Linked DNA regions of Gossypium hirsutum: regions 1 and 3 are each linked to region 2. Evidence: chromatin contacts called from public Hi-C data. All regions are on one chromosome and are shown on one strand. Each heading gives the region's core, a stretch centred on a gene start, on an enhancer-like site or on the middle of the called end of the contact. The rest is flanking DNA. Distances are from core to core; before and after follow the strand shown. Region 1 has its middle 18 kb from the start of LOC121228520. Region 2 has its middle 13 kb from the start of LOC107949381. Region 3 has its middle 35 kb from the start of LOC121228477.

Region 1 (2,700 bases), core at 45-2,544, 220 kb after region 2:
TAGATCGATACAAGAACAATAAACATTCTGAAAGGAACCGATAAACTTGTGAAACCTTGACATTTCTATCATCATATTATTGCTTAGAGAAAGAATGCATAAAGCAGGTGCTTTGCCCGCCGCCGCACCTGACTCAACTCTATATTTCCAAACCCGAACTGGCCCTATCCCGCTCCTATTTAGCTGTATCAATTAAATACTTTGAGCCCAACCAATCGGAATCTCTACATTTCCTGGTAGCTTAAATAAAAAGTATACATATCCGTAAAAAAAAGAGAGATTGTATTTTATCCTTTTATTAAAAACGAGTAAATTAACTCCTATATATTAGAAAAAAAAGGTATAAATTGACTGTAAGAGGCTTAATTTGCCCGGCCCAAAACCAAAATAATAAATAGTCCATTTCATTACAAGACCCAAGCAAAATACAGGCCCAAACTAAAAACCTAGCCTAGAAAAATAGTCCAAAAAAATAAAACAACACAGAAACCCTAATATGCTTAAGGCGCCGTGCCTCCATGTGCGCCCTCGGCACGCACAACGCCCGAGATTCGGCCCCGTTGCACCAAAACGGCCATCTGCAGCCTCGTTGACCTTACCTGCAAGAAAAAAGAAGCAGAAATAGAACAAAAAAGGCAACAAAGGACAGGAAGCAGAAACGAAGCAAAACAGTAACAAAGATTAGACTAAAGCATTTGTATTCGGCTATATAGCCACAAGCACAAAAATGTAATAGACACAGACTATTAAGGAATCAAAGAGCAAAATACGAGCAAAGGTCGATTCCAATCTCGTTTTCTTTTCGTTCTTCATATTTTATTTTTGCTTTCATTTTTTTTATAAATCTTTTAAACAAAAAAATAAAAAGGGAGTAAAAACTCACCGAAACTGCCCCATGACCGCTTCGTCGGAGGGCTTTTCGTCGTTGTCGCGTTCGAACCCAAAAGGGGGTACGAACCATTCTCCTTGCTCTTTCGAGGATTGAAGGCGTTGTGACCTTCAAACGCGCCTTGAAATGGGGCTTAATGCCCACCCTCGCGCACTGTTGACCGCCGGGTACAGGGGTGGTACGATGGACGGAGATTTGGGTGTCTCCTTGGTCGACCACAGGGAGAGAAGGGAGAGAGTTAGGGGAATCTCAGATTTTTTTTAGAGAGGAGGCTGCAAATGAAATTTTCTAAAAAAAATGGGCTTAAATACAACCCTGGAAACAACGCCGTTTTTGGGTGGCCGTTTTGGACCACCCGTTAAACCCAATCCGATCCGTCCCCTTTACCCCTGGGATCCGCGTGTTTCTGCTGAAAAGGGTAATTGCGAGCTAGGTCCTCCCTTTTCGCGCCGCATTTCAGCAGACCCCTATTGGCATCTTATTTATTTCTTTTAAGTTTTCCCTAAAAATTTGTGTGCTATTTCATTTTGGTCCGCGCCTAGGTGCTGCGTTTTGGGGTTTGGAGTGTTTCCAGCTTAGGTCCTTGAGCATTTGAGCATGTTTTGTACCGATCCTTGTTTTAATTCCATTCGCTTATTTTATTTGTAAATTGTCCCTTTCATTTTAAATTTATTTTTATTAAGCCCTCATTTATATAATTCATTGTTTTAAGAATATTCACTTAATATTTTTAAAGAAAGCTACTTTAATAATTTTAACTTTGTTTAAAAGAATCATTGCTTTGAAATTTTACATTATATTATTTCAGCATTATGTAAAATATTTTGTTTACATGTTTTTATATATACTTGTGTACATATAGTAATCTAGTTGAGCTTTCTATTTGGAAATATTAATATTTTTAAAATCAATCTAGGTATATTTGTTAATCTATTTAAATTATTTCGCTTTGTTTTCATCTATATAATTATTTTGAAGTTTGTTTTATCATGTTATTTTAATATTTTTGTATAATGTCTCATCTAAATATTTTGTGTATATTTGTACATATATTATGTTAATGGCTAAATTGTTGTTTTAAAATCCATCTTTGTGCTTATAAAATTATTGTTTTGAAATTCTTTATATTGTATTATTTTAATATATTGTATAGTATCTCATTCAAACATTTTTGTATATATATTTGTACATATATGCTATTTTAATTGAACTTTCCATTTAAAATACTTATTATTTTAAAGTTCTTAATATTTTCATACATGTGTTGACCTATTTTGATAACTTTACTTTGTTTTTTTTTATAAAATCGTCATTTTTAAGTTCTTTCTTATATCATATTAACATTTTATGTAATATTTCATTCAAACGTTTTTATGTTTGTACATGTATAATTTATAGTAAAATTAGTTTAATTTTATATACATATTTAATCCCATGTCATTCTCGCATATATTTTTTTCTAAATTTATTTATGTATATATATATTTTTTAAATCTATTATATATATATAAGTGTTTCCTGATCTCATATCTTATTATATATTTTTTTACTCTCCTTTTATATTCTATGTATATTATTAATCTTATTTTATTTTGCATACGTAATTTCTTTTAAACTTATTTACATAGTATGCATTGATGTTATTTAAAGAAAAATCTCACATGTCTTATATTTTTTTTACATTATTATTATACGTATATAGATATATATTGGTATTTATGTTTGATTTATACATCATTAAATTCGTGTGTTTATACATATAGTTTTCTTATTATATATATTATTATGTTTTTTTTAAATCTGTTACATAT
Region 2 (2,827 bases), core at 234-2,733:
TTCCTTTCGTTGATTTGGAGCAGCCTATTATTATCACTCTTGTCGCTCTTCACTTGCCTTTGATGGCATGTTTAATTATATACACACATTTTTTGATTTTTTTTATTTTAACAAAAATGTCAATTCTATTAAAAAAAGACAAATATGTAAGTATAGATAATTATATATATTTGGCATAATATTTATTTTACCTTTTTATTTTATAAAAATATATTTTAGTTTTTATTTAAAATTTCACTTTTTTTAACTCTTAAATTTGTATTATTTATCAAATCACTCCAAAATAAATGAAAAAATTAACGTTGGTTAACTCTGCTGACATAGCAATCCACATGTATTTCATGTTAGCAATTAACTAATTTTAAAAAATTAAAAATATATTTTTATATTTTTTAATTATTTTAATAGTTTTTAATTTTTAAATAATTTTTACAACTTTCTAAATTTTAAAAAAATTAATTAATTGTTGATTTGGCATCTACGTGTACATTAGCACATTCAATAGACGTTAACTTTTTAATTCATTTTAGAATAATTTGACAAATAGCATAAATTTAAGAGTTAAAAAGACGAAAAATTAAATAGAAAACTAAAACGATTTTTTTTATATTTAGAGGACCAAATAAATTATTTTGTCTATTTACGCGTTAACAACTAACTTTTCTTTTATAGGCATAAAGATTAAAAAAAAATTGTATGGTTTCCAATTTTATGAATTTATTTCTTAAATTTATTTTTAAAAAAAATTAGTTAACACTTTCTCAAAAAAAAAAATTGTTATACCTTATATAATGGATCTCATGGACCTCACAGTATACTCCATGGATCTTACAGTAAACTCATAGAGAATCTAACACGTGTCTTTCAATGGAGCTAACAACACAACAGACTTTGAGTTAGTTAGCGAACCTCAGTTTGGCAAACTTGGAAGCTGAGCACTTGTGTATCTCTCTCGAGATTGTATGAGGGCCATGTGGAGACTCAAGATAATTTATTACCAGTCATCCTAAAGTGTCTCATCCTAGGATGTAGTATCACCATCACTACTAAAAGTATCGTATCAAATTAGACTTTCATATCAGTAATCTAAAGACACATAATTAAGCTTGTCCTCCACTATAAAAAGGTCATGCCACAACTCATACACACTACGTACTACTCCTTTCTCAACCCTAACTCTTGTCCGAAAACAAACTCTTTTCCCCGTACCTTCAGTCTGTCTTCCCTCATTAAGTCATTGTCTTATCCCTTTATTTACTTAAAACCTTAAATAAGATTATTTGTAAGAGTGAATTAAAACCAGTTATTCAGTGGTAAAAAACTTGTATTAATTTAAAACCCCCAGATTAGATCTAAACAATCCAATCTCCTTCTCTTTATTTGATATAAAAAAATCATTAAGTTTAATTTGTAATTCAACACAATCACTTTTCATAAAAGGCAGTCATTATATATCTCATTTTTCATCTTGAGCCCATATCCAATCTGTATGAGTCTATATGAGTTAGAGTGGGCCTCACTTCAGACCTTATTTATGATCTATATAGCCAACGAGCCCAACTTTTAGAAGGATATTTATTATTTATTTATAATATGTTTAATATTATGTATAATTGTTAGCTCTTATTATTATTTATTATATAATTTATAGTTATATTTATTATTATGTTATAAATTTTCATAATAAATTATATTTTTTATATATAATACTTAGAATTACTTATAATCTTTTTTAACTCTTAAATCGAAGAATAAATTTGTTTCAACGCGCTCGAATCTATATCCTCATATATTGACATTGACACCAACACTAAAGCCACAATAATAAATAATATTATAAAACTCTAGCTAAGTTGTTACCTTAAATTAATTATATATCAACTTAATTAAAAAATCGTATTAAAAAATTGTAAAGATTTTTAAATAAAAATAAAAATAATTATTTCATGAGCATTTTTTTACAATTTTATATAAAATTTCAAAATAAAATAACTTAAACTACTATTTAAAATAAACCACCTCTAAAAGAAAAACACCCTTAAAAAAACATACTATCTTCTTTTAAAAATCTATCATTCATTTAAATATATGTATAACTTTTCTAAAAAATATTTTATTAATATATTTTTACATAATTTCTTAATTGGTATTAAATACTAAGATGATTAAATTATAATATTTAAGATTAATTTAGTGTATTGTCAATAACAAGGTTGAGATTTTGACACCTGTAATACCCCTAACCTGGTCCGGTCGCCGAATTAAGCTATGGGATGTTACTATTGTAATCAAAACTACAAACATAAAAATAATCATGCAATAATAATTTGAATCTCAATCGTGATCATATGATGTCATTCAAATATAAATCGAGCTTACAGAAGCTCTATTGATGACTCGGGCATGAATTAGAACCAAAATAAAAAGTTTAGAAAATTTGGACTCCACGTCGTGACAATCCATTCCCACGTCATGACGTCGGCAAACAATGAGTCACGTCACGACGTCGGACCACTTTACGTCAAGAAGTCATAGGCTGTTGGCCGAGGTTGCAACGAGGATTCTATTTTGGTAAAATAAAACCATTTGATACCTATTTCGTGCCAAGCCAAACCATTTGCCTAAAATGGTGCATAAATGGCCATCCAAACCTGCACAAAACCATCCTAAACACATATCAATATATCCATTTAGCCAATTACAAGACCATTCAAGCTATCCCGCATGACATGAACACTTTGTTAAGCTTATCAACTTATCTACTCAACAACTACTCAAACAAAACTTAACATCGACCTATAACATTCTAAACCCAACCAAAACACAT
Region 3 (2,700 bases), core at 14-2,513, 160 kb after region 2:
TTAATATAAATGTTTCAACAAAAAAGTATTGAATAAGATATATTGATAGGTAGCTACTTCTTACTTAATGTGAAAAATATTAAATCAATTTTACAGTCAACCCTCTATATAACAACTCTATTTGTCTACCAAGATTTTGCCTATAACCTCCCTAACTTGGCCTAGATGTTAAACCCGAATTTGAGAGATTACATCGGCCACCTAGATGACTAGTACAACAAAAGTTTATAAAACAATCAATTTAAAATATTTATTTATTTATTTTAGAAGAATTTTTTTTCCATTTTTATAAACAATGGAAAGTTTTTTTAAAAAAAGGGTTAAGTTTAACATTTTCTTTTTTACGGTGTTTACCTTTGAAAACTTACTTAATTTTCTAAATTATGTACTTAACATAACACATTTACAACTTCACTGCGGAAAAGTGATACTAACGTGATTTTCAAAGGAAACCATGTTCCATACATAATTAAATAAATATTAATATTCTAATAATTTAAATGATTTAAATGTCATGCATGCCTCAAATAAAACCTGAATACTAAATCTTATGCCACAATTCGAATAAAGCGATACAATTTCAAAATAAAATAGAACAGTCTTTAGGTAATAATAAAATATTAAAAAGTAACTTAAAAATATTTTAATAAATAAAATCGAGCCTAGACCTTCCAAATGTTGCGCCTGCATCCTAATCTGGTGGGTTATCTGTAAAGATGGAAAAATAAAAAAGGAAATGAGCTATGAAAATCAATATGAGTTTCACCACAAGAAAATTGGTGCAAATAGTAGACAAAGCATACAAAATATCAGTTCATAGAATAAATCACAATAAATTAAAAATATAGAATATTAGAAAATCCGATCATTTTCATCAACATAATATCTCAATGTTCAAACGATAAACACAATTTGAATAGCAACTCGAAATTTCGATATTTTAAATTAACTCATTATCATAATATCTCGACATTTTCCGCAATACAAATGCTTATAAATGCAATGCAATTTCAATTTATCAGAAAAAGTTCCTACCCTATTGTTGAAAAATCGGATTTGAAAAATGCAACAAAAAATAAATTTAGGGGAAAATTTAGAGTTTTAAATTTTTTTTCCAAAATAAGAATTTTTTTTGAAATAATATCAGACTGGGCTTTTATTAATTATATAAAACTAACCCAAAGACAAAAGTTCAGCCCAAGGCAAAACAGTCCGACCCTAAGCCTTTAAGAGTAAAACTAAACACCCCAACAACCAAGTCAAAATTAATTAAAGAAAACTCAGCCCAATCAAAACTGTTAACTGACACCCATTCCCATCAATGCATATCACGTTTCAAGTTTGTCAGTTTCAGTTCCCAAAGAATGCATTTCCTTATCTTCACTTCACCATTTTTAACGTTCTTCTCTCTAAGGACCTTTTCTGCGCAAGCTTCAACTCAATCGAGTTCTCTTAGCCATTCATCCCCCATTTTTCGCGCAGCAAAACTAGGGAGAGCCATTTCCACCCCCGTTTGCACTGCCCATGAGAACGCAAGGGCCTTTGCTGCAGACACAAACCCCATATCATCATGCAAAATCGATCTTGATACCAGAACCTCTCCCGCAGCATTCCTTGCATGCACTCTCTTGTTTCTATCAGTCCAAAGAGCCCATAAAGCACGACAGAATAGCCTTGGTTGGAACGTTGAGCTTTCTTTGGCAACCCAGGCAAGCCACTCAATACTGTCCAAATCTGGCCTTTGTCAAAACCCATGTGAAATTTAATATTGTCCACACTTTCACTATTATAGGGCACTCTCGAAATGTATGGTCCAGAGTCTCATCTGCCCCTCTACACCGGGTGGCCACTAATCCCTTGTAACACATTTGATAGAGTAGGAATGAAATTAGAAGAGATCCTCCAGATTGTAATTTTGATTTTAGTCGGGAGTTTTAGGTTCTACAATTTCTTGTAAAATTCTCTAAAATTGGTTTGTAAATAATTAACATTAGGATTTGAAAAACCTACTTTGTAATAGTTTTTTCCCCTAATGGCTCACCTCTCCTCTCCAACATGTCATTGTGTCTTGCCTTCGCCAAAGGGATTCACTGTATCCTGGTCGCATCTGCTTCCGAGAAGGTATTGGCAATAACCTCTATTTTCCATTCTCTGCTATTGTTATCAATCAACTCCGCAATCATAGATATATTGTTATTATTGATACTACTACTTAGTTTGTAATTGACTGCCGTGGGTATCCATGCATCCTAAGCTATTAAAATCTTATTCGTACCAACGTTCCAACACATCCCCTCCTGTAACAATCCACTCGTTGCCCAAATGCTTTTCCAAGTGTAGGATGACAGATTCCCTAGTCTTTGCGCTTAAAAAATCAAAATTTGAAAAGTATTTAGCTTGTAATGGCCAATTTAGTCCGGGCTCGAAACCTAAATACTAAAAAATAATAAATAAAACTAAAATAATAAATAATAAATAATAAAAAACGGTCCAAGTCTATTATAATTACAAGTCTAAATCAGAAAACCTTAATAATCCAAATGACCCAAAATTTAAACAATATTTAGGGAAAAAACAAGAAAAAGAAACCCTAGCTAGTGCTATGCACCCTAACTCTAGTCGCCGCTGCTCCTAGCTTATCGCCACCAACTGCATGTCACCATCAACCACTACCTATAAGAAACAGTTAAGAATAGTGGC

What was found. Hi-C and Micro-C count contacts between places; a contact is called where the count stands out from the background.
Region 1: a contact with region 2 is called in a Hi-C map of leaf, with 2.1 times the contacts expected there. The contact joins two enhancer-like sites. A contact is called at or near these places in 2 of 34 Hi-C or Micro-C datasets (both in leaf).
Region 3: a contact with region 2 is called in a Hi-C map of leaf, with 2.3 times the contacts expected there. The contact joins two enhancer-like sites. A contact is called at or near these places in 2 of 34 Hi-C or Micro-C datasets (both in leaf).

The regions. Positions count from the first base shown.
Region 1 is chrA04:82,694,960-82,697,659 of Gossypium_hirsutum_v2.1, reverse strand. No RefSeq gene overlaps it. Among protein-coding and RNA genes, the nearest start is that of LOC121228520, 18 kb to the right of the region's middle. Within about 2 kb of position 1,294, at least 9 of the 9 cell types and tissues checked have an H3K27ac peak or open chromatin away from gene starts, as enhancers often do. A contact at or near this core is called in leaf, where this site is marked.
Region 2 is chrA04:82,913,952-82,916,778 of Gossypium_hirsutum_v2.1, reverse strand. No RefSeq gene overlaps it. Among protein-coding and RNA genes, the nearest start is that of LOC107949381, 13 kb to the left of the region's middle. Within about 2 kb of position 1,483, at least 1 of the 9 cell types and tissues checked has an H3K27ac peak or open chromatin away from gene starts, as enhancers often do. A contact at or near this core is called in leaf, where this site is marked.
Region 3 is chrA04:82,758,379-82,761,078 of Gossypium_hirsutum_v2.1, reverse strand. No RefSeq gene overlaps it. Among protein-coding and RNA genes, the nearest start is that of LOC121228477, 35 kb to the right of the region's middle. Within about 2 kb of position 1,263, at least 6 of the 9 cell types and tissues checked have an H3K27ac peak or open chromatin away from gene starts, as enhancers often do. A contact at or near this core is called in leaf, where this site is marked.